Regions from separate parts of the Mus musculus genome. Here region 2 is linked to region 1. The links are chromatin contacts, called in public promoter capture Hi-C maps. All regions are on one chromosome and are shown on one strand. The core of a region is the stretch at or near the end of the contact, and the rest is flanking DNA. Distances in the headings are between cores, read along the strand shown.

The links. Promoter capture Hi-C pulls out the DNA fragments that hold promoters and counts their contacts.
Region 2: a promoter capture Hi-C map of hippocampal neurons shows a contact between it and region 1, with 2.2 times the contacts expected there. The contact joins the promoter of Prcp here to the enhancer-like site in region 1. A contact is called at or near these places in 5 of 39 promoter capture datasets (the 3T3-L1 cell line, frontonasal cranial neural crest, hippocampal neurons and 1 more).

Annotation. Positions count from the first base shown.
Region 1 is chr7:92,262,650-92,266,320 of GRCm38.p6, reverse strand. The region is part of intron 13 of Dlg2 (discs large MAGUK scaffold protein 2); the gene reads right to left. Among named protein-coding and RNA genes, the nearest start is that of 4930567K12Rik, 140 kb to the right of the region's middle. Within about 2 kb of position 1,685, at least 16 of the 459 cell types and tissues checked have an H3K27ac peak or open chromatin away from gene starts, as enhancers often do. A contact at or near this core is called in hippocampal neurons, where this site is marked.
Region 2 is chr7:92,873,351-92,877,021 of GRCm38.p6, reverse strand. It overlaps Prcp (prolylcarboxypeptidase (angiotensinase C)), which reads right to left and starts at 1,769. Exons shown (of 9, transcript NM_028243.3): 1 at 1,522-1,769. The coding sequence starts at 1,683. Ddias (DNA damage-induced apoptosis suppressor) reads left to right here and starts at 2,775. Exons shown (of 6, transcript NM_001355126.1): 1 at 2,775-2,881.

The DNA of each region.
Region 1 (3,671 bases), core at 436-2,935:
CTGCTTTCAGCTCCATCTTTAGTCCTGTGGTCAGCACTCCTCACAGCAGTGCAGTGGACCACATGTGCAGAGAGCAGCCTCTGCTTTCACACTCACACTTCTTTGTGGCTATTCTCTTTTTTCTCTTATAATGATGCTTTTTTTTTTGTCTTGACATCTGAACCAATCTTTGTGACCCAGAACAACTACCACTTCCTCCTAATACATTCTTACTCTTCTGGCTCAGTGAAGCCATGGTGTTTCTGCTACACATTTGCCAAACAATCTGTGTTGACAGTCGTCATGCCCTGACTTGCATTTCGGCAGTAATTGTCCCAAAGGACACACCCTGGAAGGAATGAGGCATTTTCTACTTACTCCTGTAATATGTCTAGCATAGGATCTTGGATGCAGTGAGTGTTAAAAATTCCTGGAGGGGTGGAAATTGATAATTGAATATGTGGTAGACTTTCCTTAGGGCTTTGAGAATGAGGTTAGGGTAGGCTGGAAACTAACACATTTATGATAGTCCAAGACTTTGGTCCTAGAATTTGTAAGCACCTAGGGATAAGAATATAGATATGAGATCTTGGGGGCTGACTAGGCTGGGCCTGTACAAACAAACAAAGAAAAAATACCATCATCATCATCATCATCACCACCATCATCAACAAAAGCCTCAAAAACCACACAGATGTTCTGTGATAGGCCTATGTGAGATGGATGGCAACCTGTATCCCAAGGTGACCTGACATAGGGTAGATGCTCTCTTTTTTCCTCCAGTCATCTACTCAGTGCTTCTCTTCACCCTCTCACCTGCCACCAAACTGTACTGTAGTGACTTCTCTGTCCCTTGCCACTGAGGACTAGAATACTAGCACCTACTTTCATATTACTGCATTTCCAAATCTAGACAGATCAATACATGTTTGCTGGGTAGGTGGAGAAAGTGAAAAAATGGGAAGAAGTGAAGATAACAGCCACACACCTGACAGTACACTTGGCTTGTTATTGGAATGACAGTACTGACTATGAGCATTATGGGATAGATATTGTTTCAGGCTTTCTGGCAAAATATGTTTATTCAGAAAAAGCATAGCTCTGGTGTTGTAGGAGGGTTTGTCAGAGTGAATATTCTGGGTTGGCTGGGACATGTTTTGAGAGCAGATGGTTAAATCCCATTTCTCTGCCCAGACCTCAGCAGTAATTGCCCTGTAACTCTGGGAATTTATGGGTATGTGCACACAGTCATGTGAATGCTAAAGAAGCAGTAACTTAGATCCTCAGGAAGGTCTTAAGAGCTTTGATTTTTATTGTTCAATTTCCTGAAAAAATTAATTTAAGATGTTTGTAATCAATTGCAGATATCAAAACAGCTCCCGGTACCCATATGCTCTGGCCTATTAGCCAACTACCATTATTGTTAAAGCTTCATTCCTTAAATTCAGATCCTAAAGGATTGAGTAACTCAGCCTGATAAAGTATTTATTTCCATGGCTTTGATATGTAGTGATTTGGTACTGATCTGGGGCACTTGTGTTAATTCAAGCCCTGGCATGTCATCAAAGGTGCTAAAACAGAGGATTTCCATAGAAATTCTATAGTTGCAACGTGAATTCTAAGAGGCTGTCACAATGCACTCTGCCCCTCTGACCATAACTGCCAAGACCACACAGGACAGGGACTCACTTATGGCACATGCTTCAGGGCGCTGTGCAATGCTAACAGATGGCTGGCAGAACACAGCCCCGATCAAGTCAGCAGGGTGACACTCATTAAGAGTCATCACCAAATCCATTTCCAGCAAAATCCCATTCCAATGAAATATCACTGTGAAAAAAATGGTCAATCTGCTTGAATGAACATTACTCTAGGGGACTATAATGCCAGGCCTGGTTGGAGCTCCGTAGATAACCAGTACTCTCTTTGTGCCTCAGGGCCTTTCTGCCAATCATTTTCTAGATTGGTCCTGGTCCATCTTCCTTTCATCTCTTCTAGCTTCCATAGGTAGTACAGGAAGCAAGGTCATCAACATTCCTTCCAGATCCTGGCATTCATTCTCCTGTCTACTTGTTCTCCTTGATGAGAAAGTCAAGGAGAACGAATGGTAGAGAACATAGGCACTTTGTCCCATTGGTTAGAATCCCTTCCAGTAGACATTTATTCATCCTTCTGCTTCAAGCACGTTAACAATTTTTTTTCAAGGAAAATCAATGTTTTTTTTTCTCTCTCCCCCTCCCCCTCCCCTACTCCATAATGGAACACATTGATCTTCTAATGCATCCCATTAAAACTACATTTTGTTGTATTTTAGAAGCCTTTAGTAAATCAAAATATTGCTGTGCGAATAGAGGGTCAGATGTACACAAAGGCAACCTCGGCTAGTGATGGTCAGCTCACCAAGCCCAGGTCGCTTGACTAAAAAGCCAGCCTCCACCACCACTGAGTCCTCACTTAACCCTCATCAACAGGTAAAACTGTGACAGTTACATTTTCACACCTCCAGGTCTCTCTACAGGGCCTCTCTCACGTGCTGCCTCCTGAGAGCCTTCTGCAATCCTACTTACCCTCCAGGCCCAGTGCACAAGCCTCTTCTTCAATCAGCACACCAGGAAGCCTCAGTTGCCAAGCCTTGCTCTTTCACCTGCATTCCCATAGCCCTTTGTTGGAACACCTGCACTGAGATTTCTCTTATTCTCCTGCTCTCCTGCTGCTACAATTGCAATGAAGATGTCTTAAAGCCTACATTTATGACCTGACATGAAGAGTCAATTGGGTGAGTTGATAAAGAAATCTCTTAGGTTGATTCTCCTACCTCATTCACCCCATTATTAGGGATGAAGGGAGAAAGCATGAGTGAGGTGCACTGTCTAGATGAAAGGCTGATACCCAGTAGTTAGTGGCAGCCTGAGAACAAGTTCTAATCCCTCCTTTACCACTAACATTTTCCCCAAGCTCCCACACTCCATCATAAACTGAAGCTCCCCTTTCCCAGGGCTCTGCTCTGTGCCTACCCTTGTTTACCTGCTTCATGAGTCTAATCAGTAAACTCTGGCTCAGGCTCACCACCATTCATAATAGTTGACGATTCTGTGTGTCCTCCTCTCATCTTTATCTTTCCTTCCATTTTCCTCACTACAAAATAATACCAGGCCAAGAGAACACCTATAGCTACCCATGGGCCATAAACTCAGATTCTGATCATGAATGTACATATGAAGGAACACATGCCTGCTGGAGAAAGCTGAAGCTCTGTTGTATGACGTGGACAAGTTAGTTAACCCCTGTGAAGTAAGGCCAATAACCACACTAGGCTAGACTGCATGGATAAAGGAAGGTGAGACCTGGCATCTGGAAAGCACTTTTCAGGAAATAGCCTAAATCTCAGTGACTAAGAAAACATCTGTACTCTCTCTTAATTACCATTCATCTTAGAGTGCTTTCCTATTAGTGACAGCTCATACCAAGTCCTCGACAAAATTTCAACTGGGCAGTTTTGAAAATTTGCATTTAAAAAATTTGAAGTGTGTATGTATGTATGTGTGCCTGTGTGTGCATGCCATCTTGCCAGTCCCACAGAGAGATTACATTTTTATTGTTTCTATTTTTTTATTAAGAATGTCAACAAACACATTGAAACCTCATTTTTTAAACAAAATACATTGTTCAATATTTTAACAAAATATCATTCT
Region 2 (3,671 bases), core at 520-3,019, 610 kb before region 1:
ATCATTCCACCCTTTACCCCTGCATTCTCTGGAAGCAGTATTCCCAGGGAGATTTTTAGAGACCGTATGTACTAAAGCTTCCCCCTCTAACTTTACTGCTAATAACTGGATGCTATGAAGAATTATATGTGTGTAAAAGAGGTTTCAGTACAAGGATTAAGAGTCGTTCCATAGGAAAAAGCCATGAGTTCGGCTTTGTTTTACAGTGTGGGCGGAGAGCAGAGCTACAGAAAAGAGGAAGTCCTAGAGTTCTTAACACAGCCTTCACTTCAGCTAGACAGCCATAGCTCGCTCCACAGAAAGGTTTTCCTAGGGAAAGCATAAAACTCCATGGTCCTGCCTCCAACTTCTCAACTTACAAATAAGCCGCTGTAGAAATTAAAGGGGCCGTTCCAGAAAGACTTCTGCTACCTCAGCTAAATTAAAATGTTTGCTTGCTTTCTTCCTTTCTTTTCTTTTCGTTTTTCTTTTTTTTTTGAAACCCAAACTTAAATTTCTAGGTCTTTTTTTTTTTTTTTTTACTTCAAAACTAAATTGTTCTACAACCCCATGTCTTCCCTCTTTCCCAAATTCCTACCTAGTCAAACGTCCCATCAATAAGCATGCCTCCATCGGTAACCTTCTATTCAGGGCAGCTACTCTGCTAGGGCTTATGGTTCTTAGCTGCTTCAGTTAGTCATCACTGCAACCTTCTGCAGTAAGCCAAGAAACTTGGCTCAGAAACTAACTGTAACTTGTCCAAGATCACAGAGTGAGGCCAGAATCCTGATGTGACTTCTAAAGCCAAGATCAGACGACTGTACTCTTTCTAATCCCAGTGCCTTGTGCATTCAGGCCTCAGAGACTCCTAGAACTATAGAATTATATAGCCTTGTCATTTCAGAGGACACAGGTACTTTTCATTCAGACCTATAGGGTAATGACCTATGGTCTCATGCTGCCACCAAATACAAAGGCATTGGAGAAGCCTGTCTTAAAACTGTGAACTCAAGTTCAAGACCAGAGAGACCTGATCCTTGCACTCACTTCAGATGGGGATACAGACCTTTTAGCCTCTAAAGGTAACATTTCAGCTGAGAGAAGCAGTTTAGTGAAGCGATACATTCTTATGTAATGGGTACATCTGAATTTGTGTTGAGAGACCTAAAGGTGAAGGTTAGCCTCCATACCTAAGAATTTGAGGTGAGAGGTATGGGGTCAAAGGTTAGTCTCCATAATCTGGTTTTGGCCAAGGTAAACAAAGAGTTTAGATTGAGGCATTTCCTAAAATGAAGAGTTAAAAATATGTATCCTGGACCTCCAGAACTGGAGGGATAAATTTCTCATGGTCTCTGTTGGGAAACACTCGAATAATTAAGGCTTAAGACCACCCTCCAGAAAATGTGAACTAAAACCAAGTCAAGTCCTAAGTATCAGAGTCTGAATTTTGGAGTGGGCGGCGGTGCTCCAACAGCCAAGCAAGGTATGGGCGGGCGGTTGGGACGTGGGACCTAGAACCCTTACTCCCCAGCCTCTGCTTACCTTCTGTTCGAAGTAAAGAACTGAGTATTTACGGGCTACAGCAGGGTCGGGTGTGGGACTGGCTGACAAATGCGGGCTGCCGAGGGTCTTTAGCCTAGGCGGGATGGTTGTGGCGGCCCCGAGTAATAGGAAAGACAGGAGCAGGAGAGCCCGGCAGCCCATGGCTGGGGATGGCAGCCACAGTGTGGGCGACTAAAGAAAGAGAGCCACCAGCAGAAGCGCAAAGACTAAGCCGGGCCCAGCTCGTAGCTCCGCCCGCTGCAGACCAGCTCCTCCCCCGGGAAACCTAAAACCAGGCAGCTCCTGGCCCCAAAGGCGTTGCCTCCACACTTGCCACTCGCCATCCTCCTTCTCCCCGCCCACCTCCACTGAGGTCACACTCTACGTCGGCCTTTACTACGCAGGGTTTTGCCCCATCCTTATCTATGGCTCCCCAAGCCCTATCGCTACCCTAGGTTATGCCATATCCCCGCCTTTATTGCCACCATCACACTGTCCCCGCAACCTCAGTCCCACGTAACACCCCAGCTCTCCGCAAATCCCTTATAATGGCACGGGGCGGGAGGAGGAGGGAGGGAGAGTGAGTCTATTGTCACCAGGCATGACGGCACACACGTGACCCACACTCAACCAGAACAGCAACCTTCCAGACGGAGTTGGACTCTCCCCTCTACTTAGGTGAGGAAACAAGTACAGGGACTCGATGCTGGGCCCCTCAAGTAGCAGGAAATGGAGCGAGGTTCACAGATCGCTCTGCCCCCTTCCTTGTAGGCCGTTCGGGCTCTTCGCCTCTGTTGTTCCCGCCTAAGCAGCCCCACCGGTGTTCAGTTCTCGGGTCACCCCCATCGTCCGCATTGCCCGCACGACCCGTCCCTCCTGTGGCCGCTGGGTGTTGCGCGCAGACTAAGCCTTCTCTAAGCCTCGGTAATCCATCCATGCTCCGCGATGGCGACTCCCTCTACAACAGCGCCCCCTCCTGTCCAGCCCGCGGCGCCAACTTTCATCCGCTCCCACGCCCTCGGCGTCCGTCTGAAGCCACTCCTTCCCACGCCTCGAGCCTTCCCGGCTTCCCTCGCACTTCGCCGAGAGAACTACCGCTCCACCAGTCGATGAAGAACGACCCTCGAAACCCACAGCTACCCCTAGCTTTACAAGAAGGGTCGCTTGCCCGGGGGTGGGTGGTGGGGTGGGGACACGCCCTGCAGGGCGTTTTCTGATTGGCTCTCCTGAAAGTCCGTCAAGACGGTCCTTCCGGCGGAAGAGGACGCGGGAGATTCGATTGCTGGCGTTTGGAGAGCGGCGGACCGAGCGGCCGGAGGGCGGAGCGGTTGCCCGGGCTTGTCTGTGTCCTTTGCCTCAGGTGAGACGCTGAAAAAAGGAGTTCTTGGGGGGCTCTAGGTGGAGAGACTCCTGACGAGGCGCTGTAACCTTGCACTCCGTATGGATTGATTTCAGGACTTCTGGCCGTAAACGCCGGCTACGAGGTTAAACGGGAAAGTCAATACTTTTCATGTTCCTTGGCGAAGGTTTATCAGCACTTTACTGTTGCTGCGGATCCCCAAAAACCCAGAAAGGAAAGGGCTCGACTTTCAACGGGGGCATAAAACTATGTCAGCAGGTTACTGTGCTAGGTGCTGGCAAAGATGGTTTGTTTTATTTTTTTCAGATGACTTTGACTGCCCAGAGAAAGTATTTTACTGAGTAATGTACGCAGTCCAGAAATTGAAAGGTTTCTATTTTCCCTGCTCTCACGAACCCACACCTGAGATCCAAATCCAACTCCCCACTGAACACTGCCACTACCATAATCTAACCTGTGACAGCTGCATGCAGTGACAGTAGTAGCCTCCAAGACCAGGCAGATGGGTGAAAAATTCTTTACCTAGATACTCACCACTTGTTTTAGAAGCTTCTGTTTGTCCCGATATTTTTAAGTTCAAAATCTGTAACTTAGGTTAAAAGCTCTTTGGCCTTGCTTGCCTCTCTAACTTCAGTTCTAGACCCTGTCATACCCCCCACACACACACACACACACACACACATATACCCTCTCAGTGTGGGAGGTGAAACCCAGGATATCACACACACACTCTGTTCATGACATACTGAATTATCCCGAACCCCAGATTACCTTGTGTGTTCCTCAAAAG